Regions from separate parts of the Mus musculus genome. Here region 2 is linked to region 1. A link is a contact called in public Hi-C data. All regions are on one chromosome and are shown on one strand. The core of a region is the stretch at or near the end of the contact, and the rest is flanking DNA. Distances in the headings are between cores, read along the strand shown. Region 1 holds the start of Stard9 (START domain containing 9). Region 2 overlaps Stard9 (START domain containing 9).

Region 1 (4,214 bases), core at 892-3,391:
AGGTGCTCTTCAGCAGTGAGTGAGTCTGGATAGACAAGGACAGCATCTCACAGTGACAGACAGCTGAGGTCAAGGCTAGGGCTTCAAAACCACTTCTGTGCTGTTATTTTATTCAAGGTCATCTCTAGCCCTATAGAACAAAGGAGTAATTTTGAGCATCTCAGAAAGGAGCAGGATGGTGCGGCGAGTCAAATCCTGCTTTTTAGAACTTAAACAAGACAATGTTCTCATTTGGAAAAAATAATGTTAGCTTTGGCTAGGTGACTTTAATGGTTCCTTCACACATACAGTTATCAGTGCTGATGACTTATTTGAATATTAGCACAGACTACATAATCAGCAGATTCCACACATGCAAAACAACCTCAATGAGCAGCGGGTACTACCACTATCTCTGCAGACTTCTGTGGGAATTGAAGAATGGTCTGCTCTGACTTCTTGGCTGAGATTGCACTGAGTGCTTACATAACTACCTCTGAATCTATGGTCCTTGTGAACCGGGAGCCTGCTAAACTCTGCTCACTCCTGGAGATCAGTGGGCTTGACAGTCTACCACTTACTCTCAAGGCCCCACACTGGTGCTGAAAGTAAGTTTCCTGGTTGTTTTTCATTGTTGTTGGATGAGATACATTATTCTTAGCAGTGACTGCAAATATCAACAGCATTTTCCTAATCTAATCCATGCTATTTGAAATTGCTGGTTTCCAAGGAACTAAACAGTTAAGAGTAAGTGGTCAATGTTGCTATCCTACAAATCCTAAAAGACAGTTTGGAAAGGACCTCCTCCTAGACAGCAGCTACTCCCAGGAGGCCCCCAGCCCTGAGTCACCACAGGCAGTGATATAAAGCCAGATGTTTAAAAAGTCATTTACCAATCAAAACACAGCAATTTGGGGTACACTCTTTTGTGTTCCTCCTATCTCACTGCTCTCATTCGGTCTAAACTTTTAAAAGCAGATGGCCTCTAAAAGGACAAACCTAACCCATACAGAACCATTTTCGTCATAGGAGACAATGCCCTTTTTGACCTCTGTTCCCATTTACCAAGGTATCTTGTGTACTGGACAGTTAAAAAAAACCTGCTAATTCCAATACATGTCATCTGGTCTAGACCCACACTCTGCCAGTTTTATCACCCATCACTCTTCCGCTTCAACCCAAGCAGGTGTCCAAGGCTTCCATCTACACCCTAAGAGCAGAGATTTGCTCTTTCTTCCTGTTCTTGGAGGACTCTGCACTTCTTCTCCTTACTTGTCAGAAAACTCAAAGATCATTCACAACAGCTCTTTGACACCAACTTTTGTGCAAAGCATTCTCTGACTTCCCAAGTGAGAGGAAAAGAGGATGAAGTGTGCAGCTTCACACTGGATGCCTCAAGGGCTGAGGGGTGCAGAATCAGGCTCCTACACAAGGAACTAGCTAGCATGGAGGACACCAAGAAGAGATGTCTGGAGAAACTTCCCCTATGTCACAGTTCAGTCTTTAAATCACACCAACTACTGAGCACAGGTTGAGAGTGTACTTTCTCTGGGCCTTTATTTTCCTTCCATATCCTGATAATTCTTTTTCCTATGTCCTCTTGGAGCAATCCCATGTGTATATACGGACACAACAGCCTCCAGTCCTCACTTGGGTACTCCCAGAACACCAAAAGTAGTGGAGTCTGCCCATCCTTTTGTACTTCCTCACGTCATGCTCCGTGAGAAAGGCCCTACTACGTGCACCAAGACCCAAGCCAGGGTCCCTAGAAACTAGTTGGCAGGTCACCAAGGACATGCACACAGGGCAGCGACTCCTGGAGCCACACAAGAACTGCTATCTCCTAGGACGCGAAGCCCTGTCCCTCCAGGCCTTCTGGACCCTGAGCCTCCATGACAATCTGTGTCTGATTTTTTTTTTTTCTCCACGCCAGTCCACCCTGAGGAAGGCAGGGACCTCGCACTCCTCTCAGCTCACTTGACCCCTCAGGCGCCCCCTCCTGACAGACTCACCGCTTGCTGAGAGGCCGGACCCTCACGGCCACCTGCACATTCGCCATCCCTCCGCCACAACCCAAGACCCACACAGCGGTCCGGCGGAAGCATCCCTGGCCGGCGTCCAGCGAACAGACCCAGCCACAGGCACTGCAAGAGCCACAGACTGCCCCGCCCGTCCCACGCGCCTCCCGACCGCAGCCCAAGCCTCGCCCTAGGGGGCGGGGCCCACTAGGTATCAACCAATCCTGAGACAGATGGGGGTGGGCCTCCTTGCCTTGCTCCACCCTCTCACTTCTCTGGACGCTCCCGCCCGAGTGCAAGGAAACGCCAGACAGGGGCGGGGCCTGCGGAGCCTTAGCCAATCCTGAGGCAGGTGGGCTGAGCAACCTGGTCTCGTTCTACCCCTCGCACCGCTGACTGTCCTACGCAAGCTGTAGTATCTCTTTTGTTCTAAAATCTGGTGACTGAATTTCTGGTTAATACTTGAAAGTTCATGAAGGAAATTAGTAATTTTATTTTTTACCCTATTGGTCTGCTATGTCAAAACTGCGGCTAAATTTTAAGGTCAAAAATAAAGTGGAGCCTATCGTAGAGGCTGAGGCAAGAATATTTTGAATTCAAGGTTAGCCTACATGGTGAGTTGAAGTCAGCCTGGAGTTCAGCGTGAAGTCCCGTCTCAAAACAACAACAATGAAATGAGAAAAACAAATGATTTTGTAATTCTAAGGTGCGTTTAAATGAAGAGGCTTGGGGCTGGTGAGATGGCTCAGTGAGTAAGAGCACCCGACTGCTCTTTCGAAGGTCTGGAGTTCAAATCCCAGCAACTACATGGTGGCTCACAACCATCCGTAACAAGATCTGACTCCTTCTTCTGGAGTGTCTGAAGACAGCTACAGTGTACTTACATATAATAAATAAATAAATCTTAAAAAAAAAAAAAAAAAAGGTGTGGGCTGTCATGCCCAGCCTAAAAAAAAAAAAAAAAAAAAATGAAGAGGCTTTTTTTTTCTTCTTTCTTTCTTTTTTTTTTTTCCTAACTTACTGACAAATTTCTCTCGGTTGCCCTGTAACTTCACTACCACCCTAAGCAGTATTTATAGTACATACAGAGCAAATGCTGTCTGATCAGAGCTGGTTTATTCAAATAAGAAATAGCTATTTATAGCTGTAAAGCCTGAAGCCCAGCTCTGAGACCTGGGGTGCTGATGAACACTTAACAATTCCAACACTGGGGAGTTCCAAGACCTCCACACAGGAAGCTCCCATGTCTCACAACAGCAAAAACAGAAACAAGGGTCCGTTTCTGATGGTGACAAATTTGTGTCCACTGAAGACTACTAAATCGTCAAACATCATGATTAGAGAGAGGTGGGGTAGGGTTAGCCATTGTATTATTAATATTAGGGTTAGAGTTTATATAAGCTGGAGAGTGGTTCTGCAAGCCTTTATTTAATCTTAGCAATTGGGAGGCAGAGGCGGGTGGATCTCTGTGAGTTCAAGGCCAGACTGGTCTACAGAGTGAGTTCCAGGACAGCCAGGGCTACACAGAGAAACCCTGTCTCAAAGAAAGAAAGAGAGGAAGGAAGGAAAGAAAGAAAGAGAGGAAGGAAGGAAGGAAGGAAGGGAGGGAGGGAGGGAGGGAGGGAGGGAGGGAGGGAGGGAGGGAGGGAGGGAGGGAGAGAGAGAGAGAGAGAGAGAGAGAGAGACTCACACAAAACCAAGACAAACAAGAAACACACAGACCAAAAAACAAAAAACCCCAAGTCACTTCCTTCATGAGAATTAGGATCTTATGGAAAAGGAAATAACTATCTAAATGTGTATAACATTGTGCCAGACACAAAATGCAAAGAAAAATAAAAGGGAATAAAAGAGAGTAACAGTGTTAGGTGGTTAAAGAGAAAGTTAAGAAAGTCACTACTTTATATAGACTCTTAAAGGAAGTCCTCACTGATACCAGTGACACCCCACTATATTTGAGGAAAGTAAGGCTGGGAAGTTTTTCAGAGACTATTAGTTCATAGAATTTCCTACGTCAGCCTCTATTAAGGCAGACACTGTTCTAAGCAATCAGAACACACCTGTCTGGTGAAACCTCTGACCTCATAGAACTGGGAGTAGACTAACAGGTAAAAACAGTTTTAAAAAATGTTTAGCCATGCAGCAAATTAAAATTTAAAAGTATGTTTTAAAAAGCAAGAACGGGGCTGGTGAGATGACTCAGCAGGTAAGGGCACT
Region 2 (4,214 bases), core at 668-3,167, 66 kb before region 1:
TACATAAGCTACTGTCTGAAGGCATGGGGAGACCCCGCACAGAGGCTGAAGTTCTGGCCCTTGAATGCCCATGGTCCTTCATGGAATATTCACCTCTAGAGTTTTCTGGGAGGCTTTTGTGTCCCTTCCCAGCAAGTGAATCCTCAGATATTTGACTGTTGTCACTTTCAGAGTTCTCTGAATCCGGGAGATTCCATTTTCCCTGAAGGTCCTCTGGTTTCAGTAGTTTCTTTGGAACTTTGGCATAGATATAAGAAAGAGAATCCACTGAGTAACTGCTTTCAGTGTCAGATAAATCTCTGTCCTCTTCCCTTACAGGGTCCTTTATAGGTCTAGAATCTGTGAAGGAGGCTGGTGTGCCTGGATCCCCTGCACGAGGTTGGTTTTTTAAAGGACCGCCATGAGGCAAACGAGAGAACGTTTTGACAATGTCTCTGGCCCTAGCTGCCAGCACCCGCTGATGCTTTTTTGATGCCCTGCTTGAAGGAGATGGTTTGGATTCTGCCTGAAAAGTCTTGACGACTTTTCTATGCCCAGCTGCTGGCTCCAATCCACTGAGATCCGTAGATTGGGAAGTAGTTTCCTTGGGATCCTTGTAGGTCCCACAGGTCCCTTCTTTTTGCCATCCAGTTTTTGTGTTGACAGAGGCCCATCTGGTCTGGGCAGCAGGGATGAAGGTCCTTGAACCATCTCTTGCTTTTTGTTTCTTAGTTGATTGGCCCTGGGATGACATCTGACAGGGTTGCTTACCCAGCGACTCAATTTCTTGACTACTGACAGACTTGTGGCTCACAGTGAGATGGGTGCCTTGGGTAGAGGCTCTCCTGGCTGGAGAGAACTTCCTCCACCGAGATGAATGGAAGCTGTTCCTGCCCAGGCGACCTGCCTTTGGAGGAATGCAATCTGTTGACAAGGTTTTTTCTGGCATTTGGTGAGTCAGCTCAGGCACAGGTGGTGACATGGCAGAAGGATCCCAGTTCATGAAATCACTGTGAAGATAAGGAAAGCCATCTTAGAATAGTAATGTTCCTGTGTCAATACAGGAGGAATGTGGCATTCTACTTAGTTACTCTGAAAGAGGTTGGAAAGCAAGCTGCCCACTCACTGTATCCTGCACTCCTCAGATCAATAACACACAAAAGCAGACTGTTGACAACAGAGCCCTGGCTTTCAGAGGTCTCAGATACATGTTACTCAATCCCCGCCCCCAACTGCTTTATCTTAGGGAAAAGTTTAACTGACCTACATTTCAAGAAATTGGCTATGTGAGGAAAATGGGAACAATTTTAATTCTATAAAGAATCAAGCAGATGATCTGTGGTGTGGTATCATCTACAGAGCTGACCCATTTTGCATACTGATAAGAAGAAATAGGAAAGAATGACTTTAGGAACTTCAGACTTAATAGTGACATGTAGTTTATAAATCCAATTAGATCTTGATATGGAAAATCAAGGCACCCTTCAAGTAACTTGAGAAAACTGAGTGTGACCCAGGTGTTCGTGTCTATCAAGCTATAACCTAATCTTGGCAGGTATGATTTTGTAGGTATGACAGAACAGTTGTTTATTTTTAGAGATAATACGTAAAGATACGGGGGTGATATTATTCTAAATCCTTTGGAAGATAGGGTGGTGGGACTCTAAAGTAAGTGCAGTACATCTTTATAGTTGCTCAAAATAGGTACTCCATACGTCTCTCAACTTTTTGCATGCTTGAATGTTTTCCATAGTAAAAAAGTTGGCTTGCGTGCCCAATTATTTGAAGGACAAAGTGGTGAGAAAACATGACAGCAACAGACTTTGTGTGACTCTACTGTGCAAGGCCAAGGACACACAGAACAGGATGCAGGCCTCCACTCCAAGGAATCTGGGAGATAATATACTCCCCACCCTACAACAGCAGACTGGGAGTGAAAAAGCCAACAGTCAGATCCAAACATGTACGAGGGAGTCAGGTCAGGGTGGAGGCTGCCTGTGGGATCAAGGAAGACTGGTTGGAGGTGAGATGAGGGTGAAGGCAGGATACATAAGAAACTGCATCTGGACACATGCAAATGATTCGAGTTCCTTGAAAAGAAGCAGAGAGCTGGAAGCAACAGCAGCTCTGAAAGTATAAGAAGCTGCCTGATTCTTAAGATATGCAAACAAGGGCTGGTGAGATGGCTCAGTGGGTAAGAGCACCCGACTGCTCTTCCGAAGGTGCAGAGTTCAAATCCCAGCAACCACATGGTGGCTCACAACCATCCGTAATGAGATCTGACTCCCTCTTCTGGAGTGTCTGAAGACAGCTACAGTGTACTTACATATAATAAATAAATCTTTAAAAAAAAAAAAAAAAGATATGCAAACAAGGGCTAGCAAGATGGCTCAGCAGTTAAGAGCACTGACTGCTCTTCTGAAGGTTCTGAGTTCAAATCCCAGCAACTACACAATGATGCCCTCTTCTGGTTTGTCTGAAGACAGCAGCAGTGTACTTATTTATAATAATAAATAAATCTTTGGGCCTGAGTGAGTGGGACCAACCGGAGCAAGCAGAGGGCCTAAATTCAATTCCCAACAACCACATGAAGGCTCACAACCATCTGTACAACTACAGTGTATTCATATACATTAAATAAGTAAATCTCTTTAAAAAAAAAAAAAGCAAGCTGGGTGTGATGGTGCATGCCTTTAATCCCAGCACGCAGGAGGAAGAGGCAGGCGGATTTCTGAGTTCAAGGCCAGCCTGGTCTACAAAGTGAGTTCCAGGATAGCCAGGGCTACACAGAGAAACCTTGTCTCGAAAAACCAAAAAAAAAAAAAAAAAGCAAACAAAGAGAAGCCCAATAAACACCTAGCCTCCTCACAGACCAAGCAGCAGGAGCACTGCCCTGCCCGGAAAGTTGGGTTAACTCCAGCCATGGCTCCTAGTGGCATCACTGGTACCTGTGTAGCTGGGGCAGGCGTCGGCAGCCGAGCCTTTGGAGACTCAGAGAACTGCAAGTTGTCCATCTGCTTCTCCGCTGAGAACCTGGGCCTGAGGTGTTAGAGCTAGAGGCCCAACTTGGGGCCCTGGAAGCACCATCGTCCTGGATCCAGAAGAAGGTACTGAGCTGCTCCAGTCTCCTCTGGGCCTCCAGCAGCCTCCGCTTCTTAATAATTCTTTCCAGCTGGAATGATACCTTTTTCTGCCTGATGTTCCAAACGGTAGCCCGAGTAGTATGTCTCGGTGAGCACTGGGGCTGCACCACCCTCTTCTGGCTTTGGACCAGTGGGGATGGTGGAGTCTGAGGAACTGTTGGAAGCCAAGCATCAGGTGCCACAGAGGCCTCAAGTTCTTTCTCTTCTCCACAGTTGCCTTCTTGCTGTGTCTCTCGTAAGCTGGCTAGCCAGGTCTCTTCTGTGAGTAGCCACTGCTGGTCTGGGAAGCAAACACACCCAGAGAGAAAGTCAGCGCTTCCTGCCTATGGCTGTCTGGACTCAGACATCTCCAGCCATGGCTAGAGCTGTAAGGAGTGAAGAGGGTTGGATAGAGCGGCGTGGCAAGAGGAAGCTACAGGGCCTCCTCACTGCAGGGAAAGGAAAGGAAGACGTGTAGGCCTCAATGTAACAGTGGACAAGTGGGGCGGGTGGAAATGCACAGACAAGTGCGCCATTGGAGGGAGTCAGCAGAAGATGCCTCATTCTGAGGGGCCATAGAGAAGTCCACTTGCTTATTTCCAGCCCCCTTGTGTGAGCTTCAGGTCTCTAAAAGAAGGAAGAGAATGCCCAGGACAAAAGATTCCATCATATCACAAAGACAACAAAGGTCAGAATGCAGAAGCTTGGCAGCATGAAGCTGGGAAAGGCAGACGAAGCACACCTTAGAGGAGGGCACCTACTGTCTTTTATCTGCTGGCTGATATGTGTGTGGTCCAGTTCTAGCTCCTTCTGGACTCTACTCTGTCCTTCTTTGGCTTGCTGCTTCAGAGCCTCCACATGGCACTGCTGTTGCTCAGGCTGGGCTCTGTAAGGGATCTCGCTATGTCTTGATGGCTGCTGGTCCCTGTCACACTGCTCTTCCAGCACTCTCCTGTGACAAAAAGCTCAGAGTCACCCAAGCAAACCAAACTCAGGACAAATGGATGGGAGACTTCTATCCCTCTGAGAGGGATAGAATTCAACAAGGTAGAAGGGGCTTCAGACATCTGGAAGCTTGGAACAAATATAGGTGTGTTGTCATAGGCAGCTCAT

Evidence for each region. Hi-C and Micro-C count contacts between places; a contact is called where the count stands out from the background.
Region 2: a contact with region 1 is called in a Hi-C map of Sertoli cells, with 3 times the contacts expected there. The contact joins the enhancer-like site here to the promoter of Stard9 in region 1. A contact is called at or near these places in 3 of 39 promoter capture datasets (embryonic stem cells, epiblast stem cells and stem cell-derived epiblast-like cells), 1 of 484 Hi-C or Micro-C datasets (Sertoli cells) and 2 of 9 other capture datasets (adipose tissue and pancreatic islet).

What each region holds. Positions count from the first base shown.
Region 1 is chr2:120,627,048-120,631,261 of GRCm38.p6, reverse strand. Stard9 (START domain containing 9) reads right to left here and starts at 2,141. Exons shown (of 33, transcript NM_001370940.1): 1 at 1,992-2,141. The coding sequence starts at 2,038.
Region 2 is chr2:120,692,519-120,696,732 of GRCm38.p6, reverse strand. It overlaps Stard9 (START domain containing 9), which reads right to left. Exons shown (of 33, transcript NM_001370940.1): 21 at 3,863-4,053; 22 at 2,928-3,402; 23 at 1-989. Among named protein-coding and RNA genes, the nearest start is that of Cdan1, 37 kb to the left of the region's middle. Within about 2 kb of position 1,917, at least 7 of the 459 cell types and tissues checked have an H3K27ac peak or open chromatin away from gene starts, as enhancers often do. A contact at or near this core is called in Sertoli cells, where this site is marked.